Linked DNA regions of Macaca mulatta: region 2 is linked to region 1. The links are chromatin contacts, called in public Hi-C maps. All regions are on one chromosome and are shown on one strand. Each heading gives the region's core, a stretch centred on a gene start, on an enhancer-like site or on the middle of the called end of the contact. The rest is flanking DNA. Distances are from core to core; before and after follow the strand shown. Region 1 holds the start of PWWP2A (PWWP domain containing 2A). Region 2 has its middle 30 kb from the start of C1QTNF2.

What was found. Hi-C and Micro-C count contacts between places; a contact is called where the count stands out from the background.
Region 2: a Hi-C map of fetal cortical plate shows a contact between it and region 1, with 1.7 times the contacts expected there. The contact joins the enhancer-like site here to the promoter of PWWP2A in region 1. A contact is called at or near these places in 2 of 14 Hi-C or Micro-C datasets (fetal cortex germinal zone and fetal cortical plate).

Annotation. Positions count from the first base shown.
Region 1 is chr6:168,983,045-168,988,936 of T2T-MMU8v2.0, forward strand. It overlaps PWWP2A (PWWP domain containing 2A), which reads right to left and starts at 1,522. Exons shown (of 5, transcript XR_013394980.1): 1 at 902-1,522.
Region 2 is chr6:169,198,545-169,204,309 of T2T-MMU8v2.0, forward strand. It overlaps a transcript of C1QTNF2 not described here. Among named protein-coding and RNA genes, the nearest start is that of C1QTNF2, 30 kb to the right of the region's middle. Within about 2 kb of position 3,562, at least 15 of the 40 cell types and tissues checked have an H3K27ac peak or open chromatin away from gene starts, as enhancers often do. A contact at or near this core is called in fetal cortical plate, where this site is marked.

The DNA.
Region 1 (5,892 bases), core at 272-2,771:
CGTGAATGGGAGTCTCTGCACTTCATATCTGCAAAAGAAGAGAATAAAAAGGTTAACTCCAGATTTAGAACAGGTTTATTCCCCTGTTTAAAGCAGAGCCCAAAAACATTTTAAATCAAAAAATGAAAATGTGCTGGTTAAGCCAAATTTGTAGATGAACTCAACCTTCTTGTCCTTAGTATATAAACGGTATCCCAGGTGTTAGAAGTTATTTGAACATTTTTATGCTACACCACCTTGACATTAAAGGATTTTTTGAAATCTCCAATCTCTTCTTTAAACTTTTCTTAAAACTATCATTAAAATTAGTAAAATATGCTTCTCTATTGAATGGTTAACCTAACGGGAATGACTTCTAACCGTAAGAATCACAGTTAAAAGGTTCATTTTAACAAATGCTCTTCCCCCTGTAAGGAGTGACAGGTAACCTTTTGGGATCCCCAATGTACACACCCCTTTCTCCAGCCCTGCTAAAGTTAAACGTTGATTTGAGGACAGACAAGTGCCTCCTCGCAAGGATTGCCTCCCTCCCCCTGTCCAACACGCCGTTCTCTGCAATAATCCATCTGCATCTTGCATTAACCCACCCGCCCAGTGCCGGTGAGTCCAGGCCAAGTCGCAGAAGGCCAGGAGTGAGGGGTGAGACCTGTGAGCCCATCTGCACCCGCGCCCTCCCACCTGGTGGCACACCTGCCCCGCAGGCGCCCACCTGGAGCCGGGACCGCCCTCTCCCGGTCTCGCGCGCCTGCCCCACTCGGAGCGCGCGCCACGCGCCGCGCAGGACCAGAGGGCGGGGCCCCGGGCAGCAGGGAAGCGAGGGCTCGGGGAGAGGGGGCCCCCCGGGCTCACTCCCTCCCTGGGGACCCAGCGGACCGGAGCGTGCTGGGGGCGGGAGCGGTACCTTTTGGACAGATCCATGAGGACCCCGGAGAAGAGCTTCTCCCCGAGGCGGAACGACACGACGAGCGCGTCCTCAATGATGTGGTCCAGCGTGACCCGCACCTCCGAGCCCGGGATCAGTTGCGACACCGTGGAAACCCCGCCCGCCGGCGGCACGAGCGCCAGGGCTACGGGCTGAGGCAGCGGCGGCTCCTCGCGCTCCTCGGGTGCCGGGGGCTGCTCCGGTGGCGATGCTGGAGAAGGTGGAAGTTCGGGCCCTCCCTGAGGCGCGGCTGCAGCCGACTCCGCCACCCGAACGGACAGTTTCTCCTCAGCCTCCAGCTCCGGCCCCGCCGCCTCTGGGCTGCGGGCGAGCTCCCCCGGCGGCGGCGGTGGCGGCGGGAGCGGCGGTTCGTCGGCCTGAGGAGCGGACTGCTGCCCGTCGGTCTCGCCATCCGGCACAGACGCTTCAGTGGCCGTGACCGGGAGGGGGTCAGTGCCGGCCTCACTGCCGGGGATGGGCTCCATCTCCGGCTCGGCCTCGCCGGCGCCCCCCTCCCCGGGGGACGCTGCAGTCGCTGCCGCCTCTGCAGCCACGGCCGCCATTTTCTTCCTGGCTTCTCCCTCCTCCAACTCCGGCTGCAGCGGCGGCGGCGGCGGCAGCGCTGCTTGGTTCCCTGGGCCTTCCCCTCCCTCCCGCGAACACTTTCGTCCCGCCCTTTCCCTGATGCTCGTTTTTGGCACCTCGCCATTGGTTCCATTCTACACCCCTCCCGCACTTGTGATATTCCATTGGCCAGGGGTGGACGTCTATCATCTAGTCAGTCCATCCTTCCCACGCAGAGTAGGAACTTCTCATTGGCCAGATGTGTTGTCAAGTGTGGAATCTGAGTGGAGGAATAGGGGGCGTAATCCAAGGGGGCGGGGGAAGTCACAAAAGAGGAGCCATATACTCATCCCCTCTTGCTATTGGCTGGAAGAGGAAATAAAGTTTTATGGTTGGCTTACGCTCCTGCCCATTATCAGTCAGGTCTTCGGAGGTGGGAGAAAGGAGGGAATCATGTGGCGTGCTATTTCTTTCAAAGGCGCCGAGGGGAGGAGTAACTAGGGAATGTGGGAGGGGAACCGCTTCCCAAGAATCTCTGCGCAGAGATCCTTAGAATAAATGTTATTTCTAGGCGCGGACTTCTTGCGACCGCGTGTGGGCACGACAGGCTTCTCTGGGAAAGACAACTAAAGTTTGAAATATAATCCTACCGACACTTTTTGAGTGCCTACTATGCTAGTCACTGCACTAGGTGCTGGGGAATAGAATATTCAAGACGTTCTCCATAACCTCATGGCAGCTGGCTCACGGCAGCCACTCCAGCTGCCATAAGGAGTACGAGGAGTGTTTTCATTGACTTCTAGGAGTACGATGAGTATTTTCCTTGACTTCTCTCCACTTCCTAGGAACAAAGCACCTACTTACTAACATTTCAAAAATAGGAAAATGCTCATGAAAGAGGAGAGACACCATCCTCACTGGATTAAACTGATGACTGTTCCAGAAAAGAGTCTTGAGACATTGCTGGACTGATATGTGAACACTGCTTGTTCTCTCCAAATACACTGCAAAGTGGACGCACCTGATCCCTGCAAAAGCCTTTATGTTTCCTGGCTTCTCCAATGCCAAGAGAAGAAGCTCTCTCACTTCAGTGTCCTAACGCCCCTACTTCTCTTACTCTCACGTCAAGTCTCTTCGTTTGTTATCTCTGGAAGAATCTACTGAACCTATTTCTCTCAAATGGCACCTCAGAGTCAGCCTTTTTTCTGGGAGAATGCCTACAGGAGAGAGGGAAGAAAAGCTGCTAGCATTGAGAGTAAAAAAAATAAAGTCCTGAAGAATAATTACAGCTAGTGTCTTTTAAGTACCATGTACCAGGCACTAATACAAACACTATAGCATATCATCTCAATCCTTAAAATTTCGAGGCACAAAGAGGGTGCCCAAGGTTACTCGGCTGGTAAAATGCATAGTCAGAATTTCGGTTTTACACGGAAAAGACTGAAAATAGCAATAAACAAATATCACCATATGCTCTGCCTATTTCAAACCAAGTGGCTCTTGGGGAAAGGCCAGTAGAAGATCCCAATCAGGGAAGTTTCAGAATATCATTTAAAAATACACACACACAAAAAAATGTATTTAGTGTTCATTTTGTACCAGAGATTTTCCCAAAAGCTCTCACTTAAAATCCTGTGACTTAAATCTTCTCCTGCTTTTACAGATGAGGAAGCCAAGCCTTAGCCATGTTAAACATCCTAAGCAGGCCAAGCGCAGTGGCTCAAGCCTGTAATCCCAGCACTTTGGGAGGCCGAGGCAGGTGGATCACCTGAGGTCGGGAGTTTGAGACCAACCTGACCAACACGGTGAAACCGCATCTCTACTAAAAATACAAAATTAGCTGAGCGTGGTGGCGCATGCCTGTAATTCTGGCTACTTGGGAGGCTGAGGCAAGAGAATTGCTTGAACTCGGGAGGCAGAGGTTGCAGTGAACCAAGATCTGGCCATTGCACTCCACTCTGGGCAACAAGAGTGAAACTCCATCTCAAAAAAATAAAAATAAAAAGATAATAAGATCTTAAGGGTCACACAGCTAGCTAACAGCAGATCCTATCTATCCTGGGTCCTTCTAAGTACATGACTTTCACTCAATCATTCATTCAACAAAGAGTTATTTCCTTCAGACTAGATACTTGCAGTAAACAGACATAGATTCTGCCTTATAGGGTTTTCACCATAATACTTTGTCTATAGCTCACCATAATCAACTAATTAAACACAACATATAGTCTATGAAATGCCTAGCCCCTAAGGTCTCACACTGTGTAATCTCCCACAGGGAGAAAAATATAGTTCGGGTCCTGGGACCTGATTACCTCTTGTAGTAATTCATTACAAGATGCTGCAATGAGTAATTTACATTTCAGATTCATAGCAGATTGTGCCATACCAAGTCACTGTCCTAAGCCACCATTTCATTCTGTAACTCAAGAGCTTCTACTGGCTCCCAATGCTCACATGGAGTGTACCTTCTTCTGCTTGGCTTTCAAAGCCCTCTCTGTGTTCTCATCTTACCTTTCAAGGTCTCTTTTCCACTACTCTTCAAGCTTCCTAATACTAGAAAGATTTGGTCATATATTGTTCATTCACTTATTAATTCATTCAACAAATAAATATTAAAGGACTACTATGTTTCAGTGACTGGACTAGTCAGGCAGAAGGTATGAAATAAAGAATACAAAAGATATCACTTGAGTTCAGGAGTTCAAGACCAGCCTGGGCAACACAGGGATGTGTTGCCCAGGTTGGTGAATATATATATGAAAGATTTAGTAACTGCCCTCCTGAGGATTATTTTTCTAGTTGGGGAACTGGAAAATGAGCAAACAATGAATAAACAAGATGATCACAGACGTGAGAAATACCATGAGAGAAATAAACAGGGTGAGGGAATAGAAGTAGCTGGCAGAGGGGCTGAAAGGTGTCTCCTTTAGATAAGGTTGTCACAAAAGCCTTCTCTGAGGACTGGATATCTTTTTTTTTTTTTTTTTTTTGAGACGGAGTCTCGCTCTGTCGCCCAGGCTGAAGTGCAGTGGCCGGATCTCAGCTCACTGCAAGCTCCGCCTCCCGGGTTCACGCCATTCTCCTGCCTCAGCCTCCCGAGTAGCTGGGACTACAGGCGCCCGCCACCGCGCCCAGCTAGTTTTTTTTTTTTTTTTTTTTTTTTGTATTTTTAGTAGAGACGGGGTTTCACCGTGTTAGCCAGGATGGTCTCGATCTCCTGACCTCGTGATCCACCCGTCTCGGCCTCCCAAAGTGCTGGGATTACAGGCTTGAGCCACCGTGCCCGGCCAGGACTGGATATCTTAACTAAGATGCAAAGGAGAAGGTAGCCAGCTATTGACATTGCTGGATGAACATTTGGATCAAAAGGAATGGCAACTGCTTGAAGTTCTGAGGCAAAAGAGGGTTTGGCTTGTTCCAGAAACAGAAGGAAGACCAATCTGGTTGAGGAATGAGCAAGAAGTTGAGTAGATGAGGTTGAAAAGGAAAACAGAACCCAAATAATGTTTTGTACTGGAGATACCAAAGCAAGGGATTCTGCTCTCAGGGAGCTCCAAATCTAGTGGAAAGTCTGGGCCAGCCATAGTGGCTCATGCCTGTAATCCCAACATTTTGGGAGGCCAAGGCAGGAGGATTGCTTGAGCCTAGGAGTTTGAGGCTGTAGTAAGCTATGACCATGCCACCGCACTCTAGCCTTGCAACAGAGCGAGACCCTAGCTCAAAGGAAAAAAAAGAAACCTGGCTTTTACATTTGCTTTTGTAATCTATTCACCTCTGCATTCAGCCTCCTCCTGACATGGAATTGGTATGGAGGATGCCCTTGATATTTGTTTAATGGATGGCCACATGATATTTGTGGCTGACTAGGTGATTGGATGGATGGTTGATGGACTGGATAGATAGTTGGAGAACTGGACAGATGGTTGAATAGATGGTTGGATGGTTGGATGAATAGATGAATGGCAGGGATAAGGAAACCAGCTGATTGCTGAAACAGATCCTCACTCTCATGAGCATACTTTCATCTCAAGTTCTGCAAGATACTATAGTCTGGTGGCTAAAATTCAGTTGAAGTAAATAAACCTGTAACTGGTCAGGCTCGGTGACTCACGTCTGTAATCCCAGCACTTTGGAAGGCCCAGGCAGGCAGATCACTTGAGCTCAGGGATTTGACAAAATGCTGAGCAACATGGCAAAACCCTGTCTCTACAAAAAATACAAAAATTAGCCAGGCATGATGGTGTGTGCCTGTAGTCCCAGCTACTCAGGAGGCTGAGGTGGGACAATTACCTGAGCCTGGGAGATTGAGGTTGCGATGAGCCATGATTTCACCACTACACTTCAGCCTGGGCAACAGAGTGAGATGCTTTCTCAAAAATAAAAAATAAAGCCAGGCGCGGTAG
Region 2 (5,765 bases), core at 2,312-4,811, 220 kb after region 1:
GGATTCGGGGCCAAAAGGGATGACTACTTTTTATAGTTTTTCATGTAGGTTGTTTCAGTGTATCAATAGTTTGTTCCTTTTCATTGCTGAGTAGTATTTCATGGTATGGATGCATCACAGTTTGTTCAACCAGCAAGTGCAAAGGCCTGGAGTGGGGAATGAACTTGTCACCCCTTCAAGTGACAGGAGACTAGGTGGCTAAAGAGAATGAGGTTATTTATCACTTTAGGCTCTGAGCAGCAGAACCCCAAGCAGCTAAGGAGCCATAGAGGGCAGGTGAAGGATGTTCCCTGAGGTTTTTTTCATAACTCAGCTCTCAAGTTCAGTCTCATCTGACCTCTACGGGAACTTGGCCTTGGGATGAATTCCCCGCCCCCCCACACACCTTCCACAGCTCCTGACACTCTCAAAGGAGTGGATCAGATCCTGGCCAACAGCCAGCAGCATTCAGTCCTGGCAGTGTCAACTCTGGGTCAGCTGACTTCATTTCTTCTTCTCCTCTCACTGGTCTGCAGGCTTCGTCTGGGTCAGAGGGAAGATGGTGGGCAGGCTGTGGAGATGCACCCTTGAAGACTCTGCTCTCCCTGACCGGTCGTTGGAGCTGACACAGTATGACCAAGGTCCTTCAGCCTCCATCCGTCAGTTCCAGAAATTCAGTCACCTTGGAGAAAGGCTTCTGGCAGCAGAATTGGTGAATCATAAAATCAAAAAAACTATCCAAGCTAGAAGGGAACTCAGAGATCACTGAGTTCAGCCAGAGAGATGGCTCTTCCTGCGACAGCTCTCTCAAGTGTTTTACGAGCTATCTGCCCATGGGTCTCAACCTGGCTGCACCACAGACTCAGCTGCGGAGTTTCCAAAAATTCCCAATGTCCAGGCTGTACTCCAGACTAATTGCATTAGAGTCACTTAGCGGGTGGGAGACAGGGTTAGGAGTTTTAACACTCCACTCCAACCAGAGCTGTGGTCGCTTGCAGCCTGGCTGTCAGGGGACTACAGTCATTATGACCATGACCTCTGAGGTCTGAAGGACTTGGATTTGAGCTCCTGCTCTGCAGCTTCTCCAACTGGGTAATCTCAGTCAACTTTCTGAACCTCTTCTAGCCTCTATTTCTTCATCTGTGAAAAGTGGATCATCATAATACACCTACCTTACATGTTGTTTTCAAGGCCAAATGTATTAATCCATGAAAAGCACACAGTGTTTCATTCCTAGTAAGAACTCAGTAAATGTTAGCTTTCATTGTTATTACTTTCCCAAGGTCTAGCATTCTATCAGAAAGCTCCTCTGAGCCAAGCGATGTGGCTCATGCCTGTAATCCCAGCACTGTGGGAGGCCCAGGTGGGTGGATCACCTGAGGTCAGGAGTTCGAGACCAGCCTGGTCAACATGGTGAAACCCCATCTCTACTAAAAATACAAAAATTCGCTGGGTGTGGTGGCAGGTGCCTGTAATTTCAGCTACTCCGGAGGCTGACGCAGGAGAATCGCTTGAACCCGGGAGGCAGAAGTTGCAGTGAGCCCAGATGGCATCACTGTATTCCAGCCTGGGCGAAAGAACAAGACTCTATCTCAAAGCAAGCAAGCAAGCAAACAAACAAACAAACAAAATGAAAGCTCTTCTATAGGGTAAGTTGAAATATTTCTCCTTTAGCTGCAAGAGTGGTCTTCTCAAAACCCAAGTCTGCTTATGTCACTTGCCCACTTAAAATCATTCTGTGGTTTCCTGTTATTCTCATGGTCAAGACAGACATCTTTAGTTTGACCTATCAGCCTTCAAGGTCTGGGCCCTGCCCCCTCATCTTCTCCCCTTGCACACTTTGCCCCCAAGACCTGGGGAGGGGCTTCTTTGATTCTTCCCCTCTGCCATGCTTTGCCCCACCATGGGGCCTTTGCCTGCCATGCCCCTCCCTGGAAAGCCTTCTCCACCCAGCCTGCCTTGCCAACTCCCACTTGCCCTTCAGCTCTGCTGTTACTCCACCAGTGCTACTCCCTGACAGTCTCACCAGGACAAATCCTCACCTTGCCATTCTCATGGCATCATGCCACAGCTGGCATCTTACATTTATTGGTGTGGTCATTTTTGCAAAGTCTGTCACCTGTGTTAGACTCTAAGCTCCAGGAGAACAGAGACCATATCTGTTTTGCTGGTCTCGTGATTCCTCTGTGCCTAAGCACTGCTTGGCACATAGCTGAAGTTCAATAAATATGTGGTGCATAAACAAACTGGCCCCAATTGGCCTCTTGATAAAGTCCACCGGTTGCTTCAGTTCTGCCGTCTGCAACTCTTCAAAGCAGTCAGCGCCTTCTACCCTGAGACCACCTTGCAGGGGTGGGCGGGTGCCTTCAGGACTCCCAGTCTTCTCTCCTCAAGGCTGAACAGCCAACACTCCTATAGCAGGTGGCACTTCTAGACCCTCTACACCCTCCTTGGGTTCAGGTTGTAGGATGCCTAGAACCAGACTCAACACCAGGGAATGAGGAGCTTTTCAAAAGTGATTTGCCCATACAGTTCTGCCAAGTGACAGGAAACGGTGATGAGGTTGAGGATTAATACCCCGTTAGCCTTTCACCCTGAGGCCCTTGATCTCCATGTCCTGAAGCTCACACCTTAAGTGTGTTTTATGGGATAAGAGAGCCCCAAATAGAATATGGACATTTCACATGAGGAAGCCATTTCGGATCTCTGTCAGGATCAGCTTGAAAACCACTTGGGGTGGGGATAAATGAGTGGTGGAAGCTTGCAAGGGCGTCAGCAAAAATAAACACCTGTGATGAAGTTGAACTCTTCATTATTGTTTTTAAATCAGGGCCAATCTGAGGCAAAAGTATAAAGTAGATGGAGAATGTTTAAAAAATAAAAAATAAAAAAACAAACCCCACCATTTTCCAGAGCCATCTTTGGGCTCTTTCTGAGAAATTCTTCTTTTATTTGAAACGGAGTCTCACTCTGTTGCCTAGGCTGGAGTTCAGTGGCACAATCTCAGTTCACCATAACTTCTGCCTCCCGGGTTCAAACAATTCTCGTGCCTTAGCCTCCCGAGTAGCTGGGATTACAGGCAGTTGTCAACATGCCCGGCGAATATATATATATATGTTTTTCGTATTTTTCGTAGAGACGGGGTTTCCACCATGGTGGCCAACCTGGTCTCGAACTCGTGACCTCAAGTGATCCACCCGCCTCGACTTCCCAAAGTGCTGGAATTACAGGCGTGAACCACCGCGCCCGGCCTCCTCCTGAGAAATTCTTTTTGGGTCTCTGCCTCTGGAGCAGGGAGAGAAGAGTGTCGGGGAGCCACAGAGCTCGTCGGGACCACCCTCAGATGATGTGGTTGAGGAGCTGGGCCTGCAAGGTGACCTTCAAACCCACACTCTGCTCCATTCTCAACGCCACCCCGGCCTGAGGTCAGCTGTGGAAGCGACACCAGGACAAGGCAGGCACACACAGTGTCCTCCCTTGAAGGGCAGAACTGGAGTCTTTCCTGTGTTAGTTTTCCCCTCAGCCCGGCCCAGGGCTTGGCAAAGCTGGCTGCGGGTTAGAATCGGCTGAGGAGCTTTTATGAAAGCGCATGGCAGCTGTCCCCGCAGGAGGTTCTGTTGCTGAATGAGGTTGTGGTGCCAGATAGATCTGACTCCCCACCTGGTTTGGGGACCCCGGGTGCATTCTCCAGCCGTGCCTCAGTGAGTGCTCAGGACATGTCTGCTGAATTGAAATAGATTTTCAACGGACTGAACAACAACCTGCTTTGTGACAGGGAATCTAGAAAACAGCCTGAGACGAGGGTGGATCTCCCAGCCTCCATGCCGCAGGCCTGGAGGTTTGTATAGTCGACGTTCTCCCCCTAGTGGCACGACTGAAGATGACAGGCAGGAGGGAAAAAAAGCCTTTCCACCTGCGAGGCCTGGCTGCCAAAGGCTCCAGAGATGCGGACTGACACCAGGATCCAGCTGCTCTTGCCTGACTCGCCCTCCCTTACCTCGCCCTGATCCCGGCCTTGTCAGATCTCATCTTTACTTAACATTTTGATATTTTATCATAGTTTTTTGGTTAATTTTGATTCATTAAAATATTGTATTAAAATATTATTTCTGGCTGGGGGTAGTGGCTCATGCCTATAATCCCAAAACTTTGGGAGGCTGAGACGGGTGGATCTTTTGAGGTCAAGAGTTCGAGACCAGCCTGGCCAACATGGTGAAACCCCGTGTCTACTAAAAATAAAAAAAAAATTAGCCAGCCATGGTGGTGGGCACCTGTAATCCCAGCTACTCAGGAGGCTGAGGCACAAGAATCGTTTGAACCAGGGAGGCGGAGGTTGCAGTGAATTGAGATTGCACCACTGCACTCCAGCCTGGGTGACAGAGCAATATTCCATCTTGAAAAAAAAAATTATTTCTGCCAGATGCGCTAGCTCATATCTGTAATCCCAGCACTTTGGGAGGCTGAGGCGGGAGGATCACTTGAGACTAGGAGTTTGAGACTAGCCTGGGCAACATAGCAAGACCCCCATCTCTACAAATAATTTAAAAATTAGCTGTGTATGGTGGCACAGGCCTATAGTTCCGGCTTCTCAGAAGGCTGAGGTGGGAGGATCAATTGAGCCCAAGAGGTTGAGGCTGCAGTGAGCTGTGATCGTGCCACTGCACTCCAGCCTTGGACAGAACAAGACCCTGTCTCAAAAATATATATACATATATTTCTATTGATTACTGAGGTTTTTGTCACTCTCTTACATTTTGTGCATGAGGTGAGTGCCTCAATTGCCCTCCCCCACCCTCATCATAGTCCTGATGCAGAAGTCAGCCCACGAAGCCCCCCTAGATACACAGAGTGCGACCCCCATCATTTGTCAGGTGAGCCCTGAGGTTCCACCCAGGGTGGGGCTGGCCTGTGAGGGCCTTGTGTGTCTAGTGCTCTTTGCACTGTAATCATGGGAGCTGCAGATTCTCCAGGCTTTCTCCAGAAGGGGAATGGCTGCCTTTCAAAGTGTGTTCTAAATGAGAAAATACCTCTGGATCAAGGGCGATTCGAGAGCACAAAGATGCACTGGGTTCTGTGGTGCTTACATACGTGGAGACCTACAGGTAGGCCCTGGTTGCTGAAGCCCATGGCAATCAGCCATAGCTAGGAAGAAGGGCTGGGGCCCAGTGCATCTGGGAAGGCCACCGCCTTGGAGCCCCTTCCTCATCTGGGCCACCATTCCGCATCATCAGCCTGAGACCTCCAAGTGGCTCACCAAGGAGGCAGCCATCCTCAGAAGAGTCAGGGGATAAAGGAGAGCTCATCCTTGACATCACTAGCTACCAGAGACCTGCCTCAACTGCATCATCTGCTTCTGCCCCCTGCCCCGCCACAAACCCACCATCTGCAGCAACCCTAGACCACATCCAAGGAAGACAAGACCCCAGCCCTGGGCCCTGGAAGGTCTCTGCTATCATCTGCCCCACCCTCTACAAAAGAGTGCCGAGTCTTCCCCCATCATTCCCACACTCTCCCTGAGGAGTCCCTGGCCAAGGGGACATCGGTTCAGTATGGGCCAAAAAGTGGCAACCACAGAGCTCTGGGGTCCAGCCCATCTTGCTGAGTTTGGATTTATTACCTGGGCTACAAAGGGTTAAGTCAAATGCCTTCAAATACCTATATCCCTGGGGGAAGGAAGAGGAAGAAGCAAAAGCCTCTTCTAAAAGTTGTATTTGTAAGAAAAAGAAAAGGAAAAAAGAACTGTTCACTGGCCAAAGCTGACCCCTTCCCACAGGGTTGCTGCAGGG